Regions from separate parts of the Rattus norvegicus genome. Here region 1 is linked to region 2. A link is a contact called in public Hi-C data. All regions are on one chromosome and are shown on one strand. Each heading gives the region's core, a stretch centred on a gene start, on an enhancer-like site or on the middle of the called end of the contact. The rest is flanking DNA. Distances are from core to core; before and after follow the strand shown. Region 1 holds the start of Uqcc2 (ubiquinol-cytochrome c reductase complex assembly factor 2). Region 2 holds the start of Daxx (death-domain associated protein).

Region 1 (4,744 bases), core at 1,568-4,067, 240 kb before region 2:
GTCTCAATAATAAAGTTACACTTATTTATTTATTCTCTGTGTATATAGGAGTGGGCACACTTGAGCCATAGCTTGTGAGGAGGGCCTGTCACCTGCCATGTAGGTTCCAGGGATGAAACTCTCTCAGGTCATTAGGCTTGGCAACAAATGCTTTTACCTGCTTTAGCTAACACACAGAGCCAGTTCTCTCCTCCGCCAGGCAGAGTCAGGTTATCGAGTTTGGCGCGAAGCACCTTTACCTATGGACCTCGCTTGCCAGCCTCCATATTTTTTTTTTTTTTAGCAATCTGTACTGTGCACCCCAGCAGCTGCACATATTGCTGTACTGGGGAGACAGAGGCAGAAGCACGGGGTTCTCACGTTTGAGGCCAGCTTGGGCTATATAACAAAAACATGGGAACCGGAAAGGAGATGGAGTTGGGCGTGGCAGCCCATGCCTTTAATACAATACCCAGCCCTCGGGAGGCAAGAGCAGGCAGATCTCTGTGAGTTCCAAGCCAGCTGGGTTTACATAGCAAGTCCCAGGACAGCAAGGCTATACGGAGACCCTGTTTCAACCTCCCCTACCACCGCCACCAAAACCAAACCCGCATTTGATTCCCTAGTATTCACATGGCCGCTCACAACCACCTGTAACTAAGGGATCTGATGCACCAGGCACACACGTTATACCTGCTACTGATAAATAAGGACCGATTAATAAAGCCGAAATAAAACCAGGGAAGGAGAGGGCAGCTCCAGAGACCGCCTACCCACCCGCCCGTGCCACACGTGTGCCAGTGTGTGATCTCCGACGTTCTCTCTTCTCATTTTCCCCATCATGGAGCAGAGCTCGGCTGTGCTAGGCAGTGCTGTGGAACGCAGAGGAAGAAATATTACCCAGCCCTGGAGGGAAATGGGGGAGGAATGTCAGGGGCGGCTCAGCAGCGTAGGAGGCACGCCTTGGGCGGAGATGGGAAGGAGGCAGAGGGAGGGGTTTAATCTGAGCAGATCGGTGGGTGGTTCAAACCGGGAACAGTCTCCACGGCTCCAGAAGTGATGATAGGGAATCTTGGTTGGGGTGCCAAGGTGAGGTGCCTCTAGAAAACTTCCCTGATCACCCCATTGTGTCCCAAGCCCCATCCCAGCCTCGTCTTAGCTCTTGTTAGCCATGAAGTTGGGTGGTTTCCTGATGTCCGTTTACTCCCTACTTCCAGGCACTGACGGCCAGGGTGGCTGGAATTCACGAGGGCGCCCCCAGGTATTGGCCTGCCACAGCCAAGCTGGGAGTCAGGGGTGGCAGGCAAGACCCCTTGCCCGTCTTAGGCTGTAGGGGGAGTAACTTGATGACAGTGAATGTCTTTTCCTCCCCGCTGAGGTACAAAAGCGGTAGGTTGAGAAAGGTGCCAGGGAAAGTTCGTGCCTACCGCCTCCTTCTGTGGTCTTCCTTCCTCTGCCTGCTACACAGCAGGGGCTGGGTGGGCAGTCAGTCCTGCCCCTCACCTAGAGTTGCTCCCTATGTTGTGAATGCTGAGAGGCTCAGACCTAGGGTTGGAATGTGGCTTCATTCATTCATTCATCCAGCACTAATTTATAGGGCGAGTTCCGGGCACGTGGGGCTACACAGATAAACCCTATCTCAAAAGGGAAAACCATAACACACATATACATACACACTCATGTGAGATTAGATAGATAGATAGATAGATAGATAGATAGATAGATAGATAGATAGGGTCACCCAGCACCCAGCAAGATGGCTCACAGGTAAAGGCACTGGTGATATCTTTATCTTTATCTCTATCTCTATCCCTAGGAGGCTGTTGAGGTTGGAAGATCTCAAATTCTAGGCCAACCTGGACCACCTAACAAGCACCCTTTTGCTTAAAATGGTACATTTGGTTCTAAAGAGATGACTCAGTGGTTAAGGGCTATGGCTGTCCTTGCAGAAGACCCTCCCTCTCTTGCTTTCCAATGCCCACATGGTGGCTCACAACTGTTTGTGATTCCAGTTCCAGGGGATCTGGTGGTTTGTTTGTTGTTGTGTTTGTTTTTGGCCAGGCAGGCACATACACACATAGTCAGACATTCATACACACAAGATATAAAAAATTGTGAAGGACGGTATATCTTATGTTGTATTTTGCCACAATAAAAATATTTATTCTTGGGGCTGGAGGAACAGCAGGGCTATTAAATACATTTATTGTTCTTGGAGAGAATCAGGTTTGGTCCCCAGAACTGACACGCGTATGTGGATGCAGGTAAACACTCATATACATAAAAATAAAGAAAACACACTAAAAACATTTTTTAAAACGCTTCCAGGTTGCAGCAACCTTTTTGGATTTCATGGGAAACCTGCACATGCGATGAGCAATGTAGTCGGGAGGCTGGAGAGAGAACTGTTAACAGAGGTTTATGTGGTAAAGATAAGTACAGGGTGATGGAGTGTGGGAGTGGGGCAGCTGTGTGTGTGCTTGCGTGCGTGTACACGAGTGCCTGCCAGACATTAAGATCAAACACATCTCCATCCATTTATTTGTATTTACATGCAAATGTTTCGCTTATGCAAAACAGTAGACGTCTCCGGGGAAGCTTTTTTAGTCTCGAGCTTGTGAAGTCATTGAAAACGAAGAGCAAAGCTGTCCCTAGGGTACATCGAGTCTGCTTTGCCCCTGGGAGCTGGGCGAGTTCCAGGACGGAAAATCCGAAGAGCTCAGACCTCACTCTCAAAGGTGAGCAGCGCCGCTGCCTGGAGGGCGGCAGGCCGTTGGCGGAACTGCGCATGTCCGCGGGGAGGCCAGCGCGCCTTAGTGCGCACGCGCTCTCTGCAGTTTTGACTCCTCCCCTAGGGGCGGGGCAAGCGGGGCCCAAGATGGCCGCTCTCCGCTACCGGCGTTTTCTTAAGCTCTGTGAGGAATGGCCAGTGGACGAGACCAAACGGGGCCGGGACTTGGGCGCTTACCTGCGGCAGCGGGTAGCACAGGCCTTTCGGGAGGGAGAGAACACCCAGGTGACCGGAGGGAAGGAGGTTGGGGACGTCGGAACGAGGGGAGGCAGGGTGGGGATTCTGCGCATGCGTCGGCCTCCCTGACAGGCTGCACGTGTGCTAGGTACCCATCTTCCAGCTAGCTGCGACGTGCGACGCCTTCTGCTCAGTTTTCTTGTCTGCACCGTGTAGTGCCCAGTGAAGCGCCCCTGAGGTCCAGATTCCACTAAGCAATCCAGTTGTAAGGCGGGGTTGTTTCTTTCATGACATCCGTTCATGTGTTTGTGAGCCCAGCCTGTCCCCAGAAACCTCCAGCCAAGCCTCACTGCCCTCTGTCACTGTGAAACTGTTTGGGTCTTCCACACAGGTCCCTTGTGTGAGTAGCAGGCCTTCTCCCTCCACTCTGGTTTAGGCTAACCCTTCTCAAGCATGGCCGTGTGCGGAGGGAGAACTCTGTTAGGTTTCCAGGGAAACAGCAGTGAGTTAGATGAGGTCCTGCCCCTTGTGTCTTTGAATTCTCATTCGGTACACGAGGAACAGACAGGCGAGGAACAGACAGACGCAGGAGACAGTCCTAGTGAGTATCTGATCATGGTAAATGTAGCGTTAGTCGGGTTCCTGAGGCTTGCCTGAGGAAGTTACACACAGGTAGGACTCAAGGCGGGAAGACAGTGAACTCTGAATTTTGGGGCGGCCAAGCACCGCAGAGCAAACCAGACTGGCACATTACAGAAAAGAAAGCAAGCCTACGGTTAGTGAGTGGCATGCCCACAGCTAAGAGTTGAAGCTGAAGGAAGGCAGGAGGGTTTGTTTGTTTAACCTACAAATGTTTGTGCAGTGCCCACTGAGGCCAAAAGAGGGCGCTGGATCCCCTAGAACTGAAGTTAGAAGTGGTTGTGAGCCACCGTGTGGCCACAAAGAATCCGAACTTAGGTCCTGTGCCCTGCGTTAGGAGTCAGATCTTACCAGGAAGCCAGTGAGAAGCCACCGGGGACGTTTAGTCAGGAGACTGATGTGCCCTAATTTCCAAAGGCGCTGCAGCCAATGGAAACAAGCCGCAGAGAAGCCTGCGGTGGTAGTGCTGGAAGAGAGAGATGCTTCAGGTAGTGCTGGCAGTGGCACAGGAGGCAGAAGTAACAGATAGCAGCCTGTAATGTGGGGGTCACATTAGCAGCACGGAAGTCCTGGAGTGGGGTGAAGGAGAGGAACCGAGGACAGCTCCTAGATTTTTCCCCCCCTTTTCCTTTTTTGGCTTGAGCAGCTGGGTGCCATTTACTCAGACGGGAAAGACTAGAAGAGGAGCAGGTGGGGTGTGGGAAGTGCATTGCACGGTTGACGTTAGAGGCTTTAAACTGGAGATGCCAAGCAGACCCACTTCCAAGTGGAATGTCAAGCAGGCAGGGGGTTATTTGAGCACGGAGGTCAGAGGTGAGGGGTCAGATGCTCAGTACACTTAGGTAGCCGGATAGATGACCCATGAGATGGACCATGTCCGCCAAAGCAGAAACACTGCAGGTATTGTAGCTCATTTCAACCAGCTAAACCAGCCCACCTCATGACTAGGTCGCCGATTGTGACATGGGTGGTGGGTCTGGCCCAGGGTCCTCACCGACCTGTATCGTACGGATCACGGGCGCCTGTGAATAGAGATGAAGCCCCCGTCCCACCTCATGCACCATATCTTTGTTTTTTGTTTTGTTTTTTTCTTGGAGCTGGGGACCGAACCCAGGGCCTTGTGCTTGCTAGGCAAGCGCTCTACCACTGAGCTAAATC
Region 2 (4,558 bases), core at 1,715-4,214:
TGTGGTGGTTTTGGTTTTCTTCCTAGCTGTAAGACTCCATAGTGTGTCCGTCCGTACCACATTCTGTTTTACGGGCCCGTTGGCTGCTTCCGTTCCTTTGGACTACTTCGAGCACTACAGCAATAAACGTGGCTGTGCGAGTGTCTCTGTGGTGTTCTGGCTTAGGTTTCTTCCAGTTTCTATCCAGGAGCGATGCAGCTGGGACACGTTAGGTCTCAGGACGTGCGTATGTCCAGAAATGAGCCTTGGGCCACCCCAAACTCTAGAAGGGTCCCTGACAGTTAGATAAGGGCCAGACTTCCTCCAGGAACTTGTCCAACAGGTTCCTGCCTGCAGAAAGGATTTGTTTCCCTTGCCTCTGGAAAAAGGGACACATGGCTCTGTCTGTACTGACATGGGCCTGGGGTGCCTCTCAGCCTATCAGACAGAGCTTTCAGTCCCCATCCACCAGCATCTGTTCTAAGTTTCAAAGCCCCCACAACTAGCATGCCCCTTCCTGACACTCCCAGCCCTGCTCCAGGTCAGGGCCTCCCTATCCCCAGGTCGGGATACTCCTCATAACCGTTAGCTACAGTCTCGCACAACAGCTCACACCAACTCCAGACCCCGGGGTCAGTCACCCTCTTTTTATCTTCCTGGGCATCAGACATACAAGTGGTGCATACACACACGCAGGCAAACATCTGGATACATAAAGGTACGTTGAGCGATTATTGCAAGAACAGAATGGATGGAAGAGTGTGAAACACACGTCTATTTTTCTTCATTATATATTGAGTTCTGGTCATTTTCACTTTCATTTCTCTTTCATATCCCCCTTTCACTTCCAGGGAAACTCCCTCCTCCTTGCCCCCCAAATTGATTCTACTTCCCTGTCTTTTTGTTTTGTAACTCACTTTAATTAGGGTTATTCACAGGAGTGGAGCTCCCTGGATTTACCAGTGGCAGAAAATGACTCCCCCCAACAACAACGATTTGCCAATAGCTTTTTAGAGATGGGTGGGGATCCTCATGAGCCCCCTACCTCGTTTCTGAAGGCATCTTGATAGCTCTTATCTGTGTCACAGATAACCTTGGCTTCTGGGAGTTGGCCAGTGCCACAGGCCAGCCTTGTCCAGAGGACAGCATTTCACAGAACTTCTATCTTCCAACTCCTAGCTTCCTTCCACCCCCACCCCCCAGCTCTGACATGTTCCCTCAGCTTGCTGTCAGTTTTTATAGCGATTAACATTTCCTTTTACATTTTTTAATTGGATATTTTACTCACATTTCAAATTTGTCTCCTTTCCCCACGATTACCTTTTAAAACACACTTCTTTTACTTTATGTGTACAGATGATTTGTCTGCACGCGTGTAGGTTCAACCACGCACAAGACTTGAATTTCCTACAACTAGGGTTACAGATGGCTGGTTGTGAGTCACACTAGGGATGTGCTGGGAAGTGAACCCGCAGGATAAATAAGTCCTCTTTAAAGCCTCAGCAGGCACCTGCACTCATGTCATGCAGAGACTTACACCGGCACACACATAAAACCGAAATAATTGTGAAAAGGTGGGGAACCTTCATTTCAGGCATTCACTCTGGGAAACCCACTTTGAGAAACCCAAGGATATGAAAATTAAAACCTTCATTATCTTTAGAGTCCCGTTAGCCACTGGAAACCCCCCCCCGCCCCCATTGAAAGCCGTAAGACCGGACGGGAAGCGAGGAAGAAGTGGGTTTAAATTTGTAGTTCGGGTTCTCTTGAGAGCAGCTGGGCTTTCTTTTTTTGGGGGGGGGGGGGCTGAGGACCGAACCCAGGGCCTTGTGCTTGCTAGGCAAGTGCTCTACCACTGAGCTAAATCCCCAGCCCCGAGAGCAGCTGGGCTTTTCTTGGTCCTGCACATTGGTAAGATGCCCGCCACCTGAGGCAGGAAGACCGCGTTGATGCAGTCTCCGCGCGAAGGGTGTTGACTTATCAGGCTTCCTCGTCAGCACACCTGAGGGCCTCGCCTCTCCACCCCGGGCCCGGCCGGCATCACACAGTTGTTTTCCCCTCTTCCTTTTCTCCGCAGCTCTCCAGGAGAAGGAAGACACCCCGCGTGATTTTATGAGCCTCGATTCGTTTCCCAGCGCTCCCAGCGGCAGCTTGCAGGGCTTCTCACCAAGCCCGCACCAGGTTATCCCGCGCTCCGCCTCAACGCCCTGCAGACCCCTGCCCGGAAGCACTGCCTTCCATACAGTCAAGACGACCCTCGGTGGAACAGGGGCCACGGTTCCCAGTAGGGAGCTCGGTCTGTGGTGCAGATTGAGCATCCAGTCTCGCGGACCGCAATAATAACAATACCTCACTCGGGCAGCATGCTGTGCTCATTTGTATGCATGCATATGTGCGTGTGCGTGTGTGTGCACCTGACCCAGGAGGCCCGGGCTGGACAGCCTCCAAGTGCACGCCGGCTCTTAAAGGGAAGGGCAAGCATAGGCAACCAGGCGGTGGAACTCTTGGTCGGAGGGAAAGCAAAGTAGGGAGTGCCAGGCTTACACCAACAGGAAAAGAAAATCCTTTATTTCCTTCCCTGGAGCCCTACACAGCCATAGACACACCAGCTCCTTAGGTACCTGCTCGGATGGAAGGATGGGAAGGTCTTCCCCGCCCTCCAGCCGATGGCGTGGGGTGGGAGGGCAGGTCTGGGGCAGGAAGTTTCTGATTGGCCGAGTGGCTTTGGCAAGCTCCTGGTGCAAAGAGCTCCACGCCTCGCGGAGCTGGCTGGTGCCGTACGGCAACGTGGCGCGCCCCATCTACCTGGTCCCAGGCCCCGCCCCCCTGAGTGTCAGTGCACCCGGAGCGGCGGCCTAGGTGGGCGGGCCACGCGTCACTTCCGGTCCCAAGAAGCCTAGGTCCCGTACAGCAATATGGCCGCCCTCAGGTGCTGCAGGCGGAAACTCCGCGCCTTCCGGTCTGTTGTAGGGCCTGAGGTGGGGGTGGGGGAAAGGAAGGCGGAGGGAACTTTGCGAGGATTTGTGATCCGCGCTGAGGGGAGCCTCGAGAGACCGTTTCTGAGGTGGGGGCCAGGTCGTTCGTGGAGCCGGGGTGGCGGCGCAGGAGTTGGCGAAGGCGAAGGATCCGCACGGCCTGGCTGCGGAGTCTGAGGGGCGAGCTTGTATGGTACCTTGCTAGCCCTGAAGGGGAATGTGGCGGCCTAGGGCTGAACGCGGAGAGGGTTACTTGGCGGGAAGCTGAGGCTGGAGACTGTCCTCGCCTGGGGCTGGAAGCCCAGACATTGGGAATGCTGAGTGGTGGGCTTGCTGTCGGTTACGAGTCACAGAGAATGGGGAAAACCTGGGTGCGGTGAGAGGGAGGGGACTGGAGGTGAAAAATCTCCAGCCTGAAGTCCGGGTTTGTGGAAGGTGGAACATGGAGATGGTTGTAGGAGCGGGAAGGACACCAGGCTCTTCAGAGGGAAACCCTTTAACCTCGGAGTGGAAGAGTTGGAGTTAGGAAGAAGTCGGAGGGGACTGTGATGATGGAGGGCGAGAGGTGGGCAAACCCATGTGGTGGTATCGACTGGGTGTTGGTTTCTGTAGACGGAGAGAGCAGTGTGGGATCTTATACCCCATCGGATTGGGAGTAGGAAGAAAAAACTCACCAGCTGACAAGAGAGTGGGGAAAACGCAACCGAAAGACAGGAAATTGACTGGGGGCTGAAATTTGGGACTTGAGACGATCGATGGGGAGGTTCCCCTTCAGAACTGCCTGAGACTGATAGTTGCAAAAGACAGGCTTTGAAGACATCTCAGAAAGGACGAGGCTATTGTGAACCCTGAGGTATCTGACTGAGTGGGACTAAGGAGGAGGGGCTTTTCCTGAGTCACCCTTTCCCTTCCAGAATTCTGACCTTTCAAATACTTTTTCCCTCAGGGGGATTTGATCCCCCATGGCCACCGATGACAGCATCATTGTGCTTGACGATGATGATGAAGATGAAGCAGCTGCTCAGCCAGGACCCTCCAACCCAGCCTCTAATCCTGTCTCACCAGGACCAGAAGCCTCTGGTCCCTCTGAGTCCCATGGGGATGGAGGGAGCAGTAACTCAGGTAGCAGGAAGTGCTACAAGTTGGAGAATGAGAAGCTGTTTGAAGAGGTAAGCTTCAGGGAAGGCTCCCTTTCCTTTAAGAGAAGGGTCTCGCTTTGTGGCCCTGGTTGCCTGGAACTGTCTAGATGAGGCTGGCCTTGAACTCACAGAGTTCTACTTGCCTTTGCCTCCTGACAGCTGGGATTCAAGATGTGAATCACTGGGCTGGAGAGACAGCTCAGTGGTTAAGAGCACTGACTACCCTTCTAGAGGTATCGAGTTCAAATCCCAGAAACCACATAGTAGCTCACAACCATCTGTAATGGGATCTGATGCCCTCTTCTGGCGTCTGAAGACAGCTACAGTGTACTCATATATAGAATACATCTTTTTAAGAAAAGGATGTGGGGGTTGGGGATTTAGCTCAGTGGTAGAGTGCTTGCCTAGGAAGCGCAAGGCCCTGGGTTCGGTCCCCAGCTCCGAAAAAAAGAACCAAAAAAAAAA

What was found. A called contact is a pair of places that touch in the nucleus more often than the background predicts.
Region 1: a Hi-C map of the A7r5 cell line shows a contact between it and region 2, with 2.8 times the contacts expected there. The contact joins the promoter of Uqcc2 here to the promoter of Daxx in region 2. A contact is called at or near these places in 2 of 12 Hi-C or Micro-C datasets (the A7r5 cell line and mammary epithelial cells).

What each region holds. Positions count from the first base shown.
Region 1 is chr20:5,214,456-5,219,199 of GRCr8, reverse strand. It overlaps Uqcc2 (ubiquinol-cytochrome c reductase complex assembly factor 2), which reads left to right and starts at 2,817. Exons shown (of 4, transcript NM_001108528.1): 1 at 2,817-2,995. The coding sequence starts at 2,858.
Region 2 is chr20:4,976,126-4,980,683 of GRCr8, reverse strand. Daxx (death-domain associated protein) reads left to right here and starts at 2,964. Exons shown (of 8, transcript NM_080891.2): 1 at 2,964-3,043; 2 at 3,901-4,123. The coding sequence starts at 3,917. AA926063 (AA926063gene) reads left to right here. Exons shown (of 3, transcript NR_002156.1): 3 at 2,057-2,340. It overlaps Smim40 (small integral membrane protein 40), which reads left to right. Exons shown (of 3, transcript NM_001399684.1): 3 at 1-145.